2 separate regions of the Mus musculus genome follow, and region 1 is linked to region 2. The links are chromatin contacts, called in public Hi-C maps. All regions are on one chromosome and are shown on one strand. Each heading gives the region's core, a stretch centred on a gene start, on an enhancer-like site or on the middle of the called end of the contact. The rest is flanking DNA. Distances are from core to core; before and after follow the strand shown.

Evidence for each region. A called contact is a pair of places that touch in the nucleus more often than the background predicts.
Region 1: a contact with region 2 is called in a Hi-C map of uterus. The contact joins two enhancer-like sites. A contact is called at or near these places in 2 of 484 Hi-C or Micro-C datasets (nephron progenitors and uterus).

Annotation. Positions count from the first base shown.
Region 1 is chr7:71,468,605-71,474,270 of GRCm38.p6, forward strand. No RefSeq gene overlaps it. Among named protein-coding and RNA genes, the nearest start is that of Gm36260, 92 kb to the left of the region's middle. Within about 2 kb of position 3,592, at least 44 of the 459 cell types and tissues checked have an H3K27ac peak or open chromatin away from gene starts, as enhancers often do. A contact at or near this core is called in nephron progenitors and uterus, where this site is marked.
Region 2 is chr7:70,622,608-70,628,102 of GRCm38.p6, forward strand. No RefSeq gene overlaps it. Among named protein-coding and RNA genes, the nearest start is that of Gm35894, 38 kb to the left of the region's middle. Within about 2 kb of position 2,899, at least 104 of the 459 cell types and tissues checked have an H3K27ac peak or open chromatin away from gene starts, as enhancers often do. A contact at or near this core is called in nephron progenitors and uterus, where this site is marked.

The DNA.
Region 1 (5,666 bases), core at 2,342-4,841, 850 kb after region 2:
TCTACATTGTTCCTCCAAAGTCTGGGAAAAGAAGTAAATTAAGGTTGTTTGGGTTTGTCTAGGTGACATTGGTACACTGAGTTTGTGTTTCCGACACATCTCACTCATTAGACTTACCTCAAAGTCCTGATTTACTCACTCAGAGCAATCTGGCATAACAGATCTCCACCTTGTCATATGGAATGGTGATATACATCGCCTCAAAATGCATGTTTCCACACACATAGATACTTCTAAATTCTCAGTGCCATTATCTCACTTGCCCATTATGCAGCAAAATCTTTTAAAGTAAATGTTTCCTTAAAATTGAATGGGTGGGTAGGGAAGTGGGGGGGGAGGGTATGGGGGACTTTTGGGATAGCATTGGAAATGTAATTGAGGAAAATATGTAATAAAAAATATTTAAAAAATTGATCATATCCTTATTTTATTTTATCTTAAGATAATATGTGTACATGTGTGACAGACAGTGTAAATATGAATGCACGTGTGTGTACATGTGCCTGCTGAAGCTAAAAGAGATCGTTGAGTCCTCTAGAGTTGGCGTTACAGGCAGTCATATGGTCCTCAATGTGGGCTAGAAAGCAAACTGGGGTCCTCTGGAAGAGCAGCAACTGCTCTTCACTATTGGGCCATCTCTCTAATTCCTAATCATATATTTTATTACTGTAGGAAGAAAAAGAACTGTGAATTAACACTTCCATACAGTAAGAGAGCAACTGATCTTTTATTTTTATCTCCCAGTGAAGTGGTAGATTAATTAGTACACCATTTAAACGCAAGCCTAAGGAAGCAAGATAATAAAATGAGTGTTGGGTTTGGAAATGAACACTGGGCTGAGATGGGACTTAGAAGAATCTTGTTCATTAGCTGTGTGCATGTTAAGTGCTTGATTTCTGGTGTAAGAAAATAAATATTTTGGATCTTCTTTGTGGCAGAAATGTAGAACATGATAGACAAGAAAAAGTAATCCTTCAGTATTGGCCCACAAAGGGTAAGGGCAGTGCCTTTAAATTGTACCTACTGCAAGCAAGATTATTCACATCATCTGGTAAGATAGCTGTAAGTTCAATGTCTCCATGCCCTGTGAGAAATGAGAGCATTGGGATTTATGAATGTAGAAATCCTGGCAAAGGACAAAAGGACAAACACCAATGCAAGGTCCTGTAGAGGCAGAACTGAAGTCGGCTTGGCTTTCAAGCAAGACACTTCCCTTTCCAGCTCATGTCTTCACAGCTGATGGAATTAGTCAGACAAGGTCTTGGAGGGGAGGGGGAGGGGGTGGGGGGGGTAGAGGAGAGTCAGACCTGAACTATCAGATAATAGAGTTAAAAAAAAAAAGGTTATCCCCATAAGGCTGGGCTGGGGTCACAGGAAGGCTCAGTATTCCCACTGGGTGCAGAGATCCCTGGCTATCCTGGAACATGTTTCCTTTCCTAAAGAGTCCTTAGGGTAGAGGTTTCTGTGCCTTTGTGGACAGCAGCTTAACTGAAGCATCTTTGCTGCTTTTAATCAGGCAGCACACACGCATCCGCAGCCTGTAACAGTGGGCCGACCTTGATGGTCTACCTTGACCCTTAGGAGAGGAGCCAGGAACATGAGATTAAATTCTCTGAAATCTCAGGCCTTCCCTTGATATAAAATAAAGCAAAGATACAAAAGCTTAAAAATACTCGCTAGGTCTTGATGATTAAACCAGCAATCAGGTTCCTGACACTGAAGTGTGCCCTACCCCACAAACCAGCATTTCTTGTTCATAGTAAACACCACAAAAACAATCATAAGCTCTGCCATTGCCTTGCTCCAGTCTGGAACTCTACCAGGAACTGCCTTGTTTTAAAACTCAATTTGTCCCCCTGGTTATACTGGAAATTCTCCCTTGACAAGGTGCCTAGAATTTAGCAGGAGGCATGATGAACACCTGTCTTCACAAAACATCTAAATCCAGGGAGACAGCTCAGCAGGAGAAAGTGATTGCTGAACAAGCACGGTCCCTGGAGGCCACGTAGAAAGCTGGAAGTGATGGTTTACATCTGTAATCCCAGCCCTGCTGCAGGGAGATGGGAGGATGGGAATGGGGAATAGACAGGAGCTACCCTGGGCTATGCACTGCAGCAGAAAGACCCTGCTTCAAAGTGATGGAAAACTAGAACCAAGTTGAAAAGCTGTTCTCTGACCTCTATGGGCATGCTGTTACATGCACATGCATTTAACACAGAGAAATGAACAAATAATTACATAGATAAATAGATAAAAACCATTACTTCCTGAATCTTGCTTTTTTTCTGATCATGTAAAAGCTACCACAAGAGAAAGATATTGGTTAACATTACTGCCATTTTCTCCCTTCAGAAGAGGACCTAGACTTCTTGGATACAATAAATAATCACAAATTCAGGCAGACCCGTTGTCTCCACAGTCATAAACAGAAAGTCAGGCTACGTGTGTGTGTGTGTGTGTGGGGGGGGGGGGGGTATTGAACAGGAGGCATGAGCATCATGTATTGGATTTACTCACTAAGAGCTTTCTCCAGGGATGTGCCACAATTTAAACAGATTGGGATTTTTATTCTGACATCACTATTTTCCAAAACCTTAGATAATTTACATAGCTTCTTTAAACCTCAGCTTCCTCATAGACAACATTAGGAAAAATTAGCAAGCTCTTCATGAACTTGTAAGGGGTAAATGAAATGATGCACAAAAACTAGACACTGTGATGAATATATCTGTGGCTTATTAAGTATTAACTGTTGGCTAGAATTTGTGTAAGGTGGAAATATTTCCCCCCCCAAATCCTGAAACCATTTAAAATTTTAAAGCGTCTTGGCCCCAGTGGTATATGCATATTGCCCTACAATAGCCAGTACCTGGGAAACAAACACTATTGAAATCAGTGTGTTCTCTATTAGAGTCCCACCCCAGTGGACCGGTGGAGAAATAACAGCTGGCATTTAGCTCTGTTGGGCCTGGTTTCAACAAATCTTCCCTTAGCCCCTGTCACCCCGAAGTCACAGGCAAACACACAGGGCATCATATTTCTTTATGTTGTGCTGGAAGGGGTGTTCATGTCGATAAGGAACCTTCCTCCCACCCCACTTTGTCTGCCCTGCACTTAGGAACCAAGGTTGAGTTCAAACAGAGGTCAGGGAGATAAAAGCCCGAGGCTTCGCCACCAATTCACTAGTGCGGTGCCTAAAACTTCCGTCATTTATTTATTGCCATTAAAAGGGAGAAGCTGGGGCCTGTGTCCTGACAGCTACAGACAGAAGCCCCGCTGTTTATTACATTTTCTTCAGCTGGGCAGCAGAACCGGCCAGGCCATTTCCCCTGACACCTTGCCAGCCCACGCGCTGCAGGCTCAGTGGAAACAGAAGTTTCCATACATCTTATGAGATTTCTTGGTATAGTCATTTTAGAAATAAAAAAAAAATGCCGAGAACAAAAATACATGCAGCACAGGCTGGAGTGGGGACCAGGCACGGGAGAAGCCAACAAGCGTTGGGAGGAAAAGCCAGACTCCTAAGAAGTCTTCCAGACCGAGGGAGATTTACTGCAGTTAGCACAGCCTTTTTGTGTCAGAGGAGAAGATAAACAAGAGGCTCCTTCAAAGCAAATAGTCACTTAGAAGATGCTACAAGCATTGCTGGACAAGAGCAAGGCACAGCCTCAGCGCCAGCTGGCGGTGATCGAGTTGGGTCCACTGAGGACAAACCTTTTATCCCTTCTTCGGTTCTTCTCACTGACCCTTTTTAAGTGTCGGTGTGGAGGAATCCCAGCCAGGCACACAGAAAGGACCAGGGCATAACAGATTTGAGCTAAACGGCAGCGTTGGTGGATCTAGAAACCTCAGAGAGCAGCAGCCGGGGAGCCTACATGCAAAGCCTTCCCAGTCCCTGCACTGGCTGCTGGGTCTGCATGTGTCTTGAGGGTTGTCATTTGCCTCCCTCCTCAGCTCCTCCAAGCTGTTTGTCCCCCCACCCCCTCTTTGGCAAAGCAAGCTTATCGCTGTTTTTGGTCTTTCAGCTTTGAGTATAAATGCCCAGGGAACAGATTTGTGAATCGAATCGCCGTTCTCTGTGGTCGGCCCACAGGGTCTAGGGCTTCTGTCTGTGTACTATGTAGATGGAATTGTGTGTAGTGTCTATTTAACTTCCGGATCTGCCTGTGAGTGAAGCCTTGGAGGCTAGCATGATATTTTCACTGCCTCTGATGACCCACTAAAATCAAGAACGTCTCATTTTTCTGCAGAGCATTGAATATACAACCAACATACATGTGGTTACTATTTGCAGAATTTGGCATTTTTTATGAATAGTATAAAACAGGCATCAGGTCGGCTGTCATGTTTTGACAGGGTTGTTCTTTTTATCCAGAATGCTTCTCGCTGCACCCTCCCCTCCTCCATCCCCCCTCCATATTTGAACAACATCCCTACCAGTTTTTGTTGTTGTTGTTCTTAAGTGGAATAAGGGGGTAGATGAGTAGAAGCAGTCAGCCTGCTATGGTCAAGAGTGTGGGGCCAGAAGAAGCAATCACCCGGCATTGTGTTCCCCTGAGGGGGTCCTGTTAAGACTGTTGGTCAGACTGTCTCCAGAGGAGGCCTCAACAGCATCAGACTCAAGAGCAAGGTCAGGGACCAGATTAGTGAGTGGTTGCCATGTGCAGTTTAAAACCGCTTTGCATGGAGCTGGTACCTCTCTTCAAATGGGGTTTTCCTAGTCTCTCCAATCTGTGTGTCTTTCCTGTATTCACAGTCCCAGGAAGGGAATTCAGAATGAGAAATAATGCCTCTTCAGAACAGTTCACAGCTGTCAGTTTCAGCTCAGGTATAAATCTGGGTATGAGTTTTAACTTCTCACTGTGAGATTTGCAGTGTCAAAAAAGCAAGTCTTTAACACACCCACACACACATGCACGTGCACACACACATATGTGCCACTAGGTTTGACTCTGATGAACATCTACTATTTTCCCTTCATTTATACAACATATTTCACTGTTGTTGTTGTTGCTGCTGTTGTTGTTGTTGTTGTTGTTAAGAGACCATAAGCCAACGATGGCCAAGGCTGAATACATCTCCTAGCCAGTCCTTTAGGTGCATATCAGGATGATTCCACTGAAGAGTCTCTGTCCTTTATTAGAAGAAACAAGTCATTTGGCACCAGGGACATTAGATAATGCAGATCTTTTCAAGCAACACTTGTTTTCCTTGTTAGCCAGTGTTATCTTGCATATTTAGAGGAGTGATATGATTTCAGTCACAATTGAAACCTTTTGTGCAGATGTCCATGCTTGCTTGTAGTGACAACAGTATAAATCCAGGCCGCTGCCATGTTATTGTCTCACCATTATTTATGTCTTCCTCAACTTGACTCAGGTCAAACTTCTGTCATTATATTGCTCAGCATAAGAGAGAACTCAATAGCTGAGTGCTCACCATTGAAACGTATTTTATATATATTTTAGTATATTATATGTAGTATATATATAGATATTAAATATCTATACATTACACATGTATGTAACAAATCTGTATCTGCATAATACACATATCTATGTATATACATAGATATGTATATATTGTTTATACATATAGAGCATTTTTATTTCAGGGAACTCTCTGTGGCACAGAGCAAAGTTATTTGTGTAATTGCAAGGAAGATG
Region 2 (5,495 bases), core at 1,649-4,148:
TGTGTATGCTCCTACACACATGGAGGCATGCAAGTGCCATGGTCTGCATGTGGCCATGGGAGTCAGTTCTCCCCTTCTATTATGTGGGTACTGGGGATTGAACTTACTTTGTCAGGCTTAACAGTAGGCACCTCGCCCTCTGAGCCATCTCAGTGGCCCTCCTAAATAAGAGGGTGGGTAGCATTCTAAGGGCTACTGGGGGCAGGCAATCTGTGTCTTTGGCTCCTTTCAGGCTTAACTGTTTGTAAATTTCCGCCTTTTACAAGGATATCAGTCATTTAGGATTAGAGCTCACTGTAATGAACTCACTTTAACTTTATTATCTCTAAATGGAACCTAGCCAAGTGGTATTCTGAGGGACTGGAGGCTCTGCACTCTCAGCTAGGAATTTTGTGGAGACAAGAGTCAACTCATTAGCAACTGCTAATTTAAAATCTCCCATAAAGAGTTAACAATCTAGGGCTACAGAGATGACTTAGTCAGTAAGCGGTTCAGTTCAATCTGACTTCTATCCCCAGAACCTCTGAGTAAAAGCAAGACATGGAGTGTATGTAACCGTAATCCTCCAGTGCTAGAGAGGTGGAGATGGTTGGATGCCTGAGGGTTCTTGGACTCATGCACAATGGTTGGACTCACGAATAATTGTGAGCTCCAAGCCATTGAGAAAACCTTTCTCAAAACTGGAGACTGACCTCCACAGTTATGCACCCACACACATAGGAAAACTTGAATACACACACAAGCACACACACACACACACACACACACACACACACACCAAGACAATAATCCAATTACATTGTAAAGAAGGAGTCATTTTAGAATGTTTTGTGTAAAGATATTTGTGGAGATGTTACAGTTTGGAAATATGGATCACAGACCTTATGGTGCCCTAGACAGTGTATTAGAATAGTTTGTCTCAGCCCAGGGGTAGTGAAGCATGCCTTTAAGTCCAGAACTCCAAAAGCAGAAGCAATAGGACCTCTGTGATTTTGAGACCAGCTTGGTCTGCAAAGCTAGTTCAGGAGTAGGCTTTGTTCCATAGAAGAATTCTGTCTTGAAAGAAAAAAATAAGAAGAAAAAAAAGGAAAGAAAGAAAGAAAGAAAGAAAAGAAGAGAAAAAGGAAAAGAAAAAGAAAAAGAAAAAGAAGAAAAGAAAATGAAAATGAAAAAGAAGCAGAAAGAGAAAGAGAAAAAGAAAAAAGAAAAGAAAAAGAAAGAGAAATACCCTGCCTTGTTAGTCTCATAATAATATCAAAGACCTTTTTAGACCTTCTTAAGGAAATCACCTGGACTCCAAGTAAGCTCATTTTTCTTTTGAACAGCTCACCCTACTTGGCTAACCTTTTACCTCCCTGACCCCCTCAGTATCTCCTGGAGTAAATCAGGGGCATACTTCAGGTGACAAAAATTAGGTGAAAAGAAGCAAAAATATTTACACTTTCTAAAAGCAGAAATCAATTTGTCCGAGGCCTGGCCTTGATTGGAGGTATGTCTGCTTCACTGGTTAGAGCACGAAAGGGATTATGGGATTCTGCGTTTGTTGATCTTCACGTGGGTTGTATTCAGGAATTAAGCAGGCTGGAGGTGGGTCTTAGAAAGCCCAGGGATCACCCAGGCTGGGAGCTGAGCCAGGTGAGGGCTTGGCAGGTTCCCCAGTGTAAGAAGAAGCTAGAGAGCTGCTGTCTGCCTGCTTCAAGTAGGAAATTTAAATATCTGTTTGTCTGCCTGGAACGAATAACAGATAGGGAGCTGGCTTCCAGCTCATACACTGCCACTAACCTTTCCAAGTCACTTTAGGCACCTTTCTTTAATCTTCTCGCCTGCGGTTTTGGCTGCAGACTCAAGGGTATTCACCAGGGTGCAGGGCAAAGTCCCCTACAACAATAAAATCTTTGGAGGGCGATTGTTCCAAATATTAAACGTGACTTCCCTGTGGTTAACGACCCTAGGACAGCTGTGGTTCTTTGCTGAGGCCCCGAGATGTTAACTATCTCTGTTCGTCGGGTTGGGGGGCAGGGAAGTGTCCTTGCTACTAAACCAGGAGGAGGAGAGTTCTCCAAGATGCCTACGGCTGACCTTCTGACCCGGCTAGGCAGCTGCTCTCCCCGCCCCCACCCTGCCCTTCCAGTCTCCACTGCTGGAATTTTCATCAGCTTTGCAGTAGACTGCCTGAACAGCCAGGGCTTTTGGACTATGAACTCGCAAGTTGGGGAGCAAATGCCAGGGCACCCAGGGCTTGCCTCTTCTGGGCACTTTTCACTGACTCTTCAGTCAAGGAGTGAGAGAGAAGTGGAGGTCTGGGCTGTTTAACAGTGGCGTCTTTATCTGCTTCACCCACCGCTGACCAGGGCAGCTCTAGAGTTATCAGAGTGTCATTAACAGGGACAGCTGCTGGTAAACAGAAGGATGTGGACACCGGCTCTCCAGTCAACAGGAATTTAACTCTAATCTGCTCCTTACTTAAAGAAACACCGCTCTCCTCTCTGTGCAGGGCCAGCGTGTGTTTATCTCCTTTAACTTTCAGATAGAAGACTGGCATGGGCTCAGGAAACCCCCGCCGGCTACAAAATTAATAAGGTGTTAGGGACATGCACCTTAGGTCGATTGGAGGAGACGCTTGCCCCAGAGAAGGGTGCGGGGGGGGGGGGGGGAGGAGATCTCACCCAGGAGTTGTCTGCCTAGCTGGAAACCGATCCTACATATTTATAAAGGTAAACTTGGCTCGCGGCCAAACGCCTGCATTTAAGTGATTAACAAATGCGTCTCTTTAAGCGGACACCTCTTGTTCTAAATATATTTGACAAGAATGCGAAGAGTCATCTGGTGGGCAGAGAGGGAGCAGCTCCGGCCTTCTCTGGCTAGGCTGGCAAGCCCGCCCGGGCCGTGCTCCTGCACGCTCAGTGCCAGCCGAGTTCACGTCGCTGGTGGGCAGGCTGCCAGAGCCAGCGGCTCCCCACTGTTTAACGACAACGGATTTACGGCTTCCCTCCATATTGGTGTTATTTTGTATAAACAAGGTTAACACTCCTTTTAAATTAAATGCACCACCTGGTGACTGAATGGCTGACCTTGCCAGCTTCACCTGCCCTGCCCTAGATCGGGTTCTAGCTCTTCTGTCTACCTGTAGCTCCTTGGAATCGACCCTGCTTCCCTTTTAAAGAGACGGAGCTCCTGGGGGCAGGGGAGACTGGCAGGCCACTAGCCCTGGGTCCCGGACCTGATGGGATCAGAAGGGTCTGGAAGTATGACATGCACCCCAAATCCTTCTAAGTCCCAGATCAGACTGTGACCGGTTGACTCTGTGCCCGCAGAGTCCGGAGGAAGGTCCTTCAGAGCTCTGAGGCGGGCCCCCAAAGAGAGCTCTCCAGAGGAGGTCGTGTGGTGAAAGAGATCTTTGTGTTGTTGCACTGAGGCAGTAGTACTGATCTTGTACAGGGCTCTCAGCCTCTTCCCCACCCTCTAGGAATGTGAACACCTGGAAAAATTCTCCTGGCTTTACTTGGAAGAAATTTAATGGTGTAAACAAACGCAGCAGGAAGTCCCCTTTGATACAGAAGGCAGTGGGATGGCATGCTGAGCCAAGGGGGCTCTGCCTGCCAAGGTCCATTCTGAAAACATTTCAAGAATAGCTTGGAGTTGTCTAGGAAAATTTAGGTGGACTGCTTGGCAGTAGAAATCTCTAGAAACTCCATCTAGTAACTTCCAGCAAAACACACTTGAGTTACTCATTTAATTGGCAGCATGGCGGCCACCTTGCCTTGACTTTTATTTTTTTTTAAATTTGCCAGTGTCACAATAGGGCAAAATTACCCCCGTGGTCTTTGCTATGCCATGTAGCATGAGGTATTCTAGACAAGCTGTCAGCCCTATTGCTAGGCAAACATGGAAGTGGGACCTGGAGAGGGACTTGACCTCCTCAAGGGTTTAGTCCCCAGGCCCTGAAGTCCACCCATCAGGCAGGCCGTTCCTCTGTGGAAGTCTGTGGGCCAACTGTGCAGCAGGCTAGCAATTCTAGTTCCTCTGGAGCCCAGAGGCAGGAGGATCAGGACTTAGAAAACCAACTTTTATTACACTAAGTTAGAGCTCAGTCTGTACACAAAGAGACTGAAACTGTCTAAAAAAGAAAGAAAGAAAAGAAAGAAAGAAAGAAAGAAAGAAAGAAAGAAAGAAAGCCAACCAAATAGGCACCAGGAATCTGTCTTTCATAGCAGCTTACACTGGTATGAGAATGTCTTTATAAAGAAGCAGCATAAATAATTCTAGCAAGTGATATAGCCTTTTAAAAAATTAAATTGATTTAGTGTGAGTTTGTGTGTGTGAGAGTGTGTATGTGTGTGCGTGTGGGTGAGTGAGCTGCTGTGTAAATATGTGGAGACCAGAGGCAACTTATTGGAGTCTGTTCTTTCAGTCTGCCCTGTGGGTGTGGTGCCAGTGGATACCTGCTCTGCTTACCCGACTTGGTGACAAGCGTCTTTAGCAGCCGAGTCAGCTCACTGACCCACAGTGATAGAGTTTTAATTGATAAGAGCCCTAACCATTTTACATTCATTTTAATAAATTAGTTAAAACATCTCAGTGCTTAGGGAAAAATGTTTTATCTCTCCTCAAATTTCCCTAAGGGGTATATCTTGTTGTAAGAGGTCTCCCAAATATTCTAACACTGGTAAGCTCCACTGTCCATGTGTGCTAAGTGTGGCAGTCTAAACACATCTAGAGACTCAAAATGTGTAGGCTAAAAATCCTGAGCACTCAGTTTTGAGGAAACTGAAGATAAATATGGCACTAGAAGAAGAGAAGGAGGAAGAGGAGGGAAAGGAAAAGGCAAGGAGGAAAGGGGGAGGAGAGGGCAGGGAGAGGAGGGGAAGGAAGAAGAGAGAAAGAGGAGAGGAGGGGAGAAGGAGGAGAGGAGAGGAGGAAGAGGAAGAGGAAGAGAGGAGTAGGAAAAGAAGGAAGAAGAGGAGGAAAAGGAAGAGAAGGAGGAAGAGGAGAAAAAGAGGAGAAGAAGGAAGAGGAGGTGTAAGAAGGAAGAGGAGGTGTAAGAGAAGAAGAAGAAGAAGAAGAAGAAGAAGAAGAAGAAGAAGAAGAAGAAGAAGGAGAAGGAGAAGGAGAAGGAGAGGGAGAGGGAGAGGGAGAGGGAGAGGGAGAGGGAGAGGGAGAGGGAGAGGGAGAGGGAGAGGGAGAGGGAGAGGGAGAGGGAGAAGGGAGAGGGAGAGGGAGAGGGAGAGGGAGAGGGAGAGGGAGAGGGAGAGGGAGAGGGAGAGGGAGAAGAAGAAGAAGAAGATCTATGAGATGGGTGTGTCCATCATGACTCAATGTGGAACAAGGGACCTCAGGCGGCAGGCACCTTGGATATGTAAACAGACTGGCCAGGATTTCATCTGTGCTAAGTGGAGTGAGAGACCAGAACCTTCATCTTGGTTTACAAGGAGATTGTGTCCTAGTCTTGTCCTGAATACATTGTGTTAGCATTGTTACAGTTATTTGAAGTAAGA